Regions from separate parts of the Zea mays genome. Here region 1 is linked to region 2. Evidence: chromatin contacts called from public Hi-C data. All regions are on one chromosome and are shown on one strand. The core of a region is the stretch at or near the end of the contact, and the rest is flanking DNA. Distances in the headings are between cores, read along the strand shown.

Evidence for each region. Hi-C and Micro-C count contacts between places; a contact is called where the count stands out from the background.
Region 1: a Hi-C map of tassel shows a contact between it and region 2, with 2.0 times the contacts expected there. The contact joins the promoter of LOC542601 here to the promoter of LOC541814 in region 2. A contact is called at or near these places in 2 of 25 Hi-C or Micro-C datasets (bundle sheath and tassel).

Annotation. Positions count from the first base shown.
Region 1 is chr7:172,063,812-172,069,224 of Zm-B73-REFERENCE-NAM-5.0, reverse strand. It overlaps LOC542601 (eukaryotic translation initiation factor 5A), which reads left to right and starts at 2,641. Exons shown (of 6, transcript NM_001112136.1): 1 at 2,641-2,697; 2 at 2,849-2,982; 3 at 4,390-4,512; 4 at 4,593-4,649; 5 at 4,735-4,809; 6 at 5,277-5,413. The coding sequence starts at 2,857. The coding sequence ends at 5,378.
Region 2 is chr7:171,890,317-171,895,476 of Zm-B73-REFERENCE-NAM-5.0, reverse strand. It overlaps LOC541814 (ribosome-inactivating protein), which reads left to right and starts at 3,501. Exons shown (of 1, transcript NM_001137489.2): 1 at 3,501-4,597. The coding sequence starts at 3,551. The coding sequence ends at 4,387.

The DNA.
Region 1 (5,413 bases), core at 1,392-3,891, 170 kb before region 2:
ACGATGAGCTGGACGGCGTGATGGCGTCGTCGTTGGTTGCAGTGCCCAGAACAATTCGGGAGTCACCGACGTTGGCGATGACCATGAGTCCCCCTGCTTGACGATGGACGGCGTGGTGCAGCCGCTCTAGACTGCGTCCAAGCGGCGGCTGCGCCGGAGCTTGTCGTCCACAGTGACGCATGCGTCCACGCAGGACTCCTTCCAGAGGTCGAACTGACAGTCACCAAGCTTCTTCTCGTCGTCGATGACCGGCGCCAACGCGAGCGCCTCCTGCTAGTGGTGTTTGTTCAGGATTTCTAAGTAAGAAACACATTCTTGGCGCTAGTTTATAAAAATGACTCACAAGTTAGATTAATAAAAAAATATTACGGAGAATAAATGCCACCATGCAAAAAAAGAATTTAAGTTGAAAATATTATTCAAACAAAAAATTGCATGCAAGGATCTTATTTAAATACTTCTCCCTCCATAAAAAAATATAATTCATAAATCTCAGTGATACTTATCTACAATTGTGCATTGTGCAAGGGTAAGAGGTGGGCTTGGAGAGAGATTTGTAGATGTTTTTTCTGTCGTAGATGTAGACAAAAACACACATGTGGGGGAAGGAGAAAAGAAGAACAAAGATCGAGAATAACAAAATAGGAAATGACAGTTTGGGAAATGAGAAAGACAAAATAAAGAATGAGAATGACAAAATAGTGAAGCTGATCGATGGACCAAGATCGTTACTTGGTCAGGTCTGGCTCAGACTAAAAATTTTGATGTGTCAATTTGTCACATCGTTAATTCGTTAGGTCTACATCACGCTAAGGGTTGATTTGGTGACAAGGGGATCCCAGGAGGATTGGAGGGGATTGAGGGTCCGATCCTCCCGGGATCCCGGGTCACCAAATCAGCTCTAAGGGTCTGTTCATTTTGTTTCAAATCTACATGGATTGTGGGGTATGAAACGAAGGAGGCCTAAAGAACCTTTGACCTGACATTTTCCCCACTTTGATCTCACGTATATGCAGTACTGCAATGAGGTCGCAAAGAAGCTGATCAATGGAGCAGATCATAGTTTCGTTGAGCCTGACTCAGACTACAGATTTTGACCTGAAGCAGGTCATTACTTCGTTGGGTCTAGCTAGGACTAAAGATTTTGACGTGACAAAATTTTCACTTTAATCCGATGAGTGAGATCATAGAGAAGCTGATCAATGGGCTAGATCATCACTTCATTGCGTCTAGCTGGGAGTAAAGATTTTGATGTGACATTTGCTTTCGCTTTGATTTGGTCGGTGGGTACTTCGTACGGCTGGCTATTGCTTCAGGTTAAAGTCGATTGTTTAGATTGTTACATTTATAATTTATATAAACAAAAATATTGTAGAATTGATATAAATTAGTACGTATTAAAGCTAAACGAGCAAACAAAGATTTTGATCTGTTGTTCGCTTGACTTTAATCCATACTGATTTTTACTATTTCTATAAACTTCAATCTGATTAGTGGATACTTCGTCTTTTGCTTATCGAATGGCTACTTCGCTGGGTCTGGCTCCAACTAGAGGGTGTTTAGGATGGCTCAAGGTTTCAGTTCCAGTATGAAGCTATATTTTATATCAATTTAATTAGTTTTAAGAATATTTTTAATATACATAATAAATAAAGTGACTTATCTAAATGCATTCTAAAGGCTTACAATTTCAACTCCACATTTTTAGAGCATCTAATGACCTATTCTACTAACTTCACTAAATTTTCTAGAGAAATAGCTATCCTAAACAGAATATAAAGATTGCAGCGGGTATATGCCTGTATATTATTTTTTTGTGTATTGTATTTATGCTCCAGCTCTGCACATAAGATGTATAAAAAACTATTAGGGCTGATTTGGTGACCGGGGATCTCGAGGGGAAGAAATCCTCTTGCTATTCAAAATTGAATTGCAAGAGGATTTCTTCCCATGGATCCTCTAGAGATCCCTAATCACCAAATCAACCCTGATAGTGAGTCTTGGTTGTGTATTGAACGAGATATGCTAATATATTTAAAACAAGTATTATAAACTAGCCTTCGCCTTTCTGACCTTTAAAATTGATACTAAACTTACAACCACATACTACGATGCTATAAGGAAAACTTCAGGTGGGGGTGTTGCAATCCAAGAATAGTGCGTTCTCACGACGAATCTCTCAATCTGATCGGATCATCGGAATAAGAGGTTCGAAAACGTTCCCGCACGATTGTTTTCTTATCGCTGATCAGCAAAGGTGACGCTGAAAAGAAAATGAAAAGTCTTCGATAAGAAAAGGAACGCAAGGTCGCAAGCAAAGAAAAAAAAAAGGAAGGCGAGCCAAGGGAGGAGGAAAGATGCTTTTCAGCCGTCGATAGCGTGATTCAAACGCGAGAAGATGCCTTCCTCTGCAGCCGTACACGCGTCCGATCGCCCGACAAAACCGACGGTTCAGATACGCTCAACATATGCACCTGAAGGCGTCCAACCGACATGCGGGCCCGTTTTCCAGCAAGCCCCAAGAGTCAGTGAAACACACCGTCTTCTCTCGGGTTGGAAGCGGTGGGTGCACCTGCTGTTAGCGGTATAAAAAGCGGAAACCCTAGCATTCGCCGCGAGCTTATCACTTATCATCCCCATCCGCACCTCTCTCCATCTCCCTGCTCCTCCGCCTCCTTCTTGATCCAGCCAAGCCAGGTTAAATTCTGACCCGTCGCCGTCAGATTTACTTCCGAATTCAGTTGATCTGGTTTCAGATTTGTAATTTCTCTTGTTTCCTAAAATACGGGGAATCCGAATCGAGGCTAATTTTCGGATCTTGTTGTTTGTTTCTTTTTTTTTTTTGCAGGGATCGCCATGTCGGACTCGGAGGAGCACCACTTCGAATCGAAGGCCGACGCCGGAGCGTCCAAGACCTACCCGCAGCAGGCTGGCACCGTCCGTAAGAACGGCTTCATCGTCATCAAGAACCGCCCCTGCAAGGTATATGTGTGCGCAGTTTTGGGATCGGCTGTATTCCATTGATTAGTGTTGACCCGTGTCGTTGTGCTGTGAACTGGTGATATCGAGATGCAGTTGTCTTTGGTCATACTGTGATAGTACTGTTAAGTTTTGAGGGTTGATCCAATCTATGGAGGTGGAATTTGTGGGACTTGGATGCTAGATATACCTGGTGGCTAGAAGGAGACTTTGCTATTGCCAGCCGGAGTTATATTACAAGTAGGCTTTTACAGAATAACAGTTCATCTGATCTGACTTTCTGGAGACCAGAAAAAATACATTTAAGGCCTGTTTGATTTGCTGCCTAACTTGCCACACTTTGGGTAACTTTTTCAGCCTATGGTTAGTTCTTCAATTCGAGCGACTAACCTTAGTCAAAGTGTGGCACAGTTAGTCACGAACCAAACATGCCCTTAGTCAGAGTAGGTTGCACCCTGCCCATATAAGTAGCTGAAATAGCAAATGGGTGATCTTTTGGATTTTTCCCTTTACAATGCGGGAAAACTAGTTGGCATGTTGAGTTAATTCTTTACTCCTCTAAACTTGTCATTGAACATTCAAGGGTACTCATTATTTATCTTTGATGATGGTCTGAATGTTTGTACCCCATGTTCTATGGTGATATTGTCCAAGTGATCAGACAATTTATCATTTTAAGTTTCAACAGAGGGTTATCCAATTTCCATTATTCCAAGATAACGGGAATAAGAGATCACACAGATAATGTGTTTTAAGGAAAATAAAAATACTTTTATCTTTGTCAGTCTGTCATACAACTAAACTTAATGTTGCTGACTCAGTGTGATGTTTTCTTGGGAGCTATAAGCTGTTTAATGATGTTTGAAATCAATAAAAAAACTAAAATAACATATGCCCTACATTTTGGACAGAGTTTTGATTTGACCCCACAATGATTGTAAAACATTGTTCTTTATTATTGATTTTTTAATGAGTTGGGTTGTAATTGGGAAGTTATATTTGAATATTTTCTGTTTATCAATAAAACCAGTTTGTTGTCAAAATGAAGTTTCTTTTGGTCTGGCAATCCATTGACAAAGAGAATGTGAGTACGTACTTGTTTTGCAATTACCAAACAGGTTATCTCTTCTTTAATTCTAAACCTCGAAAATTTTCTATGTGGTATTGCCATACCGTATTTTATTTTAGGCTGTCACTGTATTATCATAAGGTGATAGTAAGCTCATTTCTGTTTATTAACCCTTCTATTTTATGAACTTCTGATGGATTTGAGTGATATATCAGCAACAGTTCATGATGCTGTCCCTAAAACTATTTGGAACTTTATTGCTCTTAAGTCGCAGCACATACGTCGCTGTTTTATTGAGTTTGTTTGCGGAATATGGTTGATAAAAACAACTTATGCTACAGGTTGTGGAGGTTTCTACCTCAAAGACTGGTAAGCATGGCCATGCCAAATGCCACTTTGTTGCCATAGACATATTCAACGGGAAAAAGCTCGAAGATATTGTTCCTTCGTCACACAACTGTGATGTAAGTTAATTTCTGTGTTAAGCTAAGTTCTTTTGATGGTTCACTTCATACGCCACTCACAAGTTTGACATTTTTTTAAGATTCCGCATGTGAACCGTACTGAGTACCAGCTGATTGATATATCAGAGGATGGATTTGTATGTTCCTCTAATCATTAAAACTACATTCTTCTTTGAAATAAATGTTAACTTCAGTCTTATATTTTAATTTAATTTGTTTCAGGTGAGCCTTCTTACTTCAGATGGCAACACTAAGGATGATCTTAGACTCCCAACTGATGAGACTCTTGTGGCCCAGGTCTGTTTGAAAACATTTTTCATCTTAAGTCTTGTTGGTTTTCTTATTGACTTCCAAATATTACAGATGGTGGTTATCTTTGTTAGCTTATTAGTCATATGTTCTTTCTTGGTAGCTTCTCTTCCTTGATGTTTGTTAATTGATCTGGTGCTTATAAGGAATGTGGAAAGTAGGGCCTTGTAGAACTAGACATTCCTTATGTATTTAGACTGTCTACCATTCTTTTTAAAAATGATATGACATAACAACCATGTCATATAAAACATGCTGAAACTGCACTAAAATTGGTTGCTTTAAAACTGAAACGTATGCATGACCTGCACTTTGTATGTTGTCTAGGATACAATTTATGTTGATTGGAAGTAGTATGCTGCATAACTTATGTCTGTTGGAGAGTTAATTTATCTACCTCAAGTGGCTGCCCAAACTAAATAATACTTCTGCATCTTGTATGCTTGGTAATTCAGATCAAGGAAGGGTTTGAAAGCGGCAAGGATCTTGTTGTGACTGTCCAGTCTGCTATGGGGGAGGAGCAGATCTGCGCGCTGAAGGATGTTGGCCCCAAGTAACTTCCCTGCCTTGGAATACTGTATCTCAAAACCTA
Region 2 (5,160 bases), core at 2,252-4,751:
GTCCCTTCACGAAATATTTGCAAAAATGTTGGGTTACTTGCAAATGCTTGTGCAGAATTGTATCGGTTTGTAGTTTGCTTTACTTCTTCCATAAACTTGCTCCTTTCTGTATCCTATCTTTTCGGTGTCTCATTTGTTCATTCATGCACATGTCGAGCTGTATTTTGTCACTACAAGTACAGTACAGTCAGATTCCTCACTGCACCCCACCCATCCACTCATTTTTGGGAGAAATTTAAATGCATTTATGTACTGCCAGCAAAAAAAATTAGCTTGTTTGCTTTCCATTGGCAAATTTAAGTGTCTTCCAATTTGGTGGTGCTATCTTGAATGCTTTAATTCCATTCACATTCTGTATTAACATGATGTGTTTATTTTAGCCTTGCCTCCACATCAAGAAATTGGAATGCTTTCACTTTCACCTACCATGACTGAGGTATATTTGTTACTGGGAGCTAGGGCTTATTGGTTGCTCCACCGAGGTCATGCAATGGCCCTACTGGGAGCTCGGCGAGATGGACGACACACTCACCTACAGAGGGGAGCTAGGGTGTGTCGTGCATGCCTGCGAGCTGTAGAGAAGAGGGGGCAGTCTGGAACCGAACCCTCAGCAAGGTATTACATCGACTCGCTCCCCCCACGCCAACGTCCTCCAGTACGTGATCTCATCTGAATTTGTTCCGTGTTAACGATTACGTTACAGAGTACAAGGTCTTTACAATTCTCCTTCTTAGTTGTATTTTCGTCTTTCTGCAGGATTTTGCAGCTCCTACTGGAGAATGGCATTAGAGTAAATGAACTAACAAGGACAAAGGCTGCTCTCATCCTCCCATCAGTGGTAGGGAGCTCCACGTACAAACTTCATTTTCTTATTCACAATATGATTCATTGTCAATACAACAAAAGAAATTTGACAAATTGGACAGGTTCAACAATTGTGGGTGTGTCCATTCACCAGTACAACTGAATGCTTTATTTATTCCCATATAGCTTTGTGGGTTTATATGTCTGAGTTACCTCTACTGTACATAAGTAGGTGACCGCTACACTATGTAATTGAAAAAAATAGGAATATCAGACCAGGTATCCCTCTTCCATGGACCAATATTATTATTTTTGGTTGTGTCAGTACAAAAGACTATCTTGTTTTTCATCAAAGCTAGATTTGGTCCAGCTTGATACCTGTAGGATGCCAATGCTATTATAATCTATTGTTGGATGCCATAAATTTACCATTCATGTCTTCTGTTTTGTGCAACGATAAGGTTCATTTAATGTATATGGCCAAGATAGTTTAGATACAATCACACAATTAAACTTTTTAGTTGTATCTGTGGAACAACGATACTTTAGACATTGTATGCCGCCATGGTAATTGATGTTTTGCTGTTCATAGTATGATTCGATGACTACTATATTTAATTACTTATTGACAAAACGTGAGTTATTTCAGAATGCATGGAATTAAAATTTTAAGACAATAAGTACAAATAGGAGTCATTTCAGAATGCATAGAATTAAAATTTTAAGACAACAAGTACCTGGTAACAAGTTAATGTTTTTCATGTTAGGGTCAAGCTTGCAGCTGTATGAAGTTTTTTCTGTTGTATTATGTCTCCATGACTCCATAGAGTGACGTTTTTCATGTTTAATCATTACTTAGGTTTTATTTTACACATTTTTATTTTGTTTTCCCTGTTCCTTTTCTCTTCATTTCCATTCAATTAATGGGATGTTTGATACCTTACGATTGCACCAACCTGTTCAATTGTACTTCAGATATCATCTTCTTTGATTGTCTCTCACCTCTGCTTTGCTTCAGTACCTGTATTTTTTCCCATGACCCTGAATTCTATTTGCCCACATCACAACACTTGCTTCTTCTTGAACAAATAAATAAACAAACTTCACAGAACCGTAGTTTTTATTTCTATCCATACATTGTCAGTTTGATGATCCAGACGAGGTAGATAAAGAGAAAGAAGTTGAGTATGAAGAAATCGAGGAGGAGGTTGAGTATGAAGAGATAGAGGAGGATTAAGAAATTGATGGTGTGTGTGAATTTGATGCTAATGATGAAAGTAAAATGGTCGATGTTGATGCGAATGATGAGAATGAAAAACGGAAGTATCTGAGCTTCTTGCTCTTACTCATGGAGCTGAAGTTTATGTTGGGGCATATCTTCTAATGTATCTTCTGAAAATCTCAAACAACTATTCTGAAGATCTCAAACAACTATTTGAATCTGTTGGGAGCTGAAGTTTATGTTGGGCATATCTTCTGATGTATCTTCTCTACTTTAGCTTTTGCATTTCTATTCTCTGCAAATTTAGAGTCCCTTTTTCTGCAGGTTGTATATCCTTATTGTGTCGCATGTTTTGGCCGATGCTACCCGAATTGGGCAACAATGATCTCAGAATGTCATGACACACATTTGACATTGTCCGTCTACTATTGATCGTGCCTGCAAGATTGAACAGATCAAGCTTTGAAAGAAGGATGTCAAAAGGCATTGGTGATTGAACAAAGGCAGTCAAGAGCCATTGAAACTTTGAAAGAAAGTTGTATGTTGAGAGCACTAAGACAACGGTCTTACAGTGTACAAAATATATCACTGAATAGTTATATCTTACTTTTTTAGCACTTGAGCAATTAAACTTTTAGTTGTTCATTGTTATAGTCGATACCCAGATATCATACAGTGTCTAATATGAACATTTAATTTTCATGTAATCATTATGCTCTAACATTTTTAAAAAAAAATAATGTGCTGTTGCAACGCACGGGCATCGTACTAGTAAAGTATATATATATATATATATATATATATATATATATATATATATATATATATATATATATATATATATATATATATATATATATATATATATTATAGACTTTTACCATTCAAAAAAATTTGAGGGCCTCAATTTTTTGTTTCGCCCCGGGTCCATGAAACCTCGGGACCGGCCGTGTATATATATGGTCTTCCCTTCACTAACTATATAGAGACAGATCACATCGGAATAAAAGAAATTTATAGACCAAATCGGAAACCTAAAAACCAAAAACCGAGCAATTCGGTCTATTCGGTTTTAGTTAGCAGGTTCAAAATGTCCGGTCCTACTAATACTCAACAATGATTAAGAACCGATCTGCCATATTTTAAAAAATTATGGACCGGAATAACACATAGTGAAAAGTTTAAGGAGCGAAAATATTTTTTTTCCTTGGCAATTTGGACGGCACGCGGAGACTGGCAGACCGCATCCTCGTGAAGCACGTTGTCCATGCCTGAAGAGAGTATTCTGTATTCGCAGTATTCCTGCATTTAAAAGTTTGGTGAGCGAATCAATAATTGGCATAAATAATGCTACCGACGCATCACCACATAGTACGTACCATAGTCATCCTTATCCTATCGAATTACCTACATGCCCAACCCTCCCACTACATATATCTGCAACGAGTACATCGCCAATTCACAATGCCAATTGCCAGCAACCCATCCATACTTTCAGCTGTTGATACAAAAAGAGAAGAGAGAATGGCGGAGCCAAACCCAGAGTTGAGTGATCTTATTACTCAAACAAAGAAGAAAAATATAGTGCCAAAGTTCACCGAAACCTTCCCCGTGGAGGACACGGCCTACCCTTACAGCGCCTTCATCACCTCCGTCCGGAAAGACGTGATCAAATACTGCACCAACCATACAGGCATCGTCCAGCCCGTGCTGCCGCTGGAGAAGAATGTCCCCGAGCTCTGGTTCTACACCGAGCTCAAAACGAAGACCAGGTCCATCACGCTCGCCATACGTATGGACAACCTCTACCTGGTCGGCTTCAGGACCCCCGGCGGGGTGTGGTGGGAGTTCGGCAAGGACGGCGACACCCACCTCCTCGACGACAACGCCAAGTGGCTCGGCTTTGGCGGCCGGTACCAGGACCTCATCGGCAGTAAGGGCCTGGAGACCGTCACCATGGGCCGTGCCGAAATGACCACGGCCGTCAACTACCTGGCGAAGAAGACGACGACGACACTAGCAGAGGCGGCGGAGGAGGAGGAGGAGCTGCTGCTGCTGCAGGCAGCGGCTGACCCCAAAGCCGAGGAGAAGAGCAACCTGGCGAAGCTAGTGATCATGGTATGCGAGGGGCTGCGGTTCTTCACCGTGTCCCGCAAGGTAGACGAGGGGTTCAAGAAGCCGCAAGCGGTGACCATATCGGCGCTGGAGGGGAAGCAGGTGCAGAAATGGGACAGGATCTCGAAAGCCGTCTTCAGGTGGGCCGTCGACCCGACCGCTGAGATCCCCGACATGAAGGATCTTGGCATCAAAGATAAAAACGCAGCTGCGCAGATCGTTGCGCTCGTTAAGGACCAAAACTAGTGCTGCTGCTGCTACTACATATGAGAACAACGAGGAGGTCTCTGATGATCCATCCACGTGGTACAGTAGCAGTATACTCCTAGTGCTAGTATATAGGAGTATGTTACTGTGCAAATAAATACACCCGGCGTACGTGGTGTTCCTCGTATCCCTCTACTTGCTTGCATAGCGTCGATTGAATTTCTTTGCAAAAGACCGCAATTAACTTCCTCTATGGGTCTTATTTAGGGCCAGTTTGGAAATTAAAATCTCCTCCAAAATTTCTAAGGATTGAGTGCAAAATTAAACTACTAGAGATTAAAACTTAAATCTCCTCCGAAATTCTTGGCAAGGATTGAGGCAAAAGTTAAGCTCCCCAATCCCTGTTAGGAATATGAGATTTAAGTTTCCAAACGGTCTATTGACTCAGCGGACAGAGGGGGGAAACTTCAACAGTACACCAATTACTCCGGACAGAGAAAAATAATGGGTCAATTCTCTATATGCCATTGAAAAATATACTCGTTCTTTGTATACTACTGGTCTCACATGTCATACACACAAAATATACCTATATACCACTTAGTGGCACACAGGGAATAGTATAAAATCTGATAGCATACTATAATTTTTTTCAAAAATAATCCGGACCTCTGTAGGTAGAAGAAATCATGGTTGCTGATATTTAGAAACTTATAATGACTTGTTTGGGAACAATGAGAAGCAATTTTAATAACCATGGGAGGTGTGCTTCCGGTATTTTTCATGATTTTGTGGAGTTTCACATGAAGTTT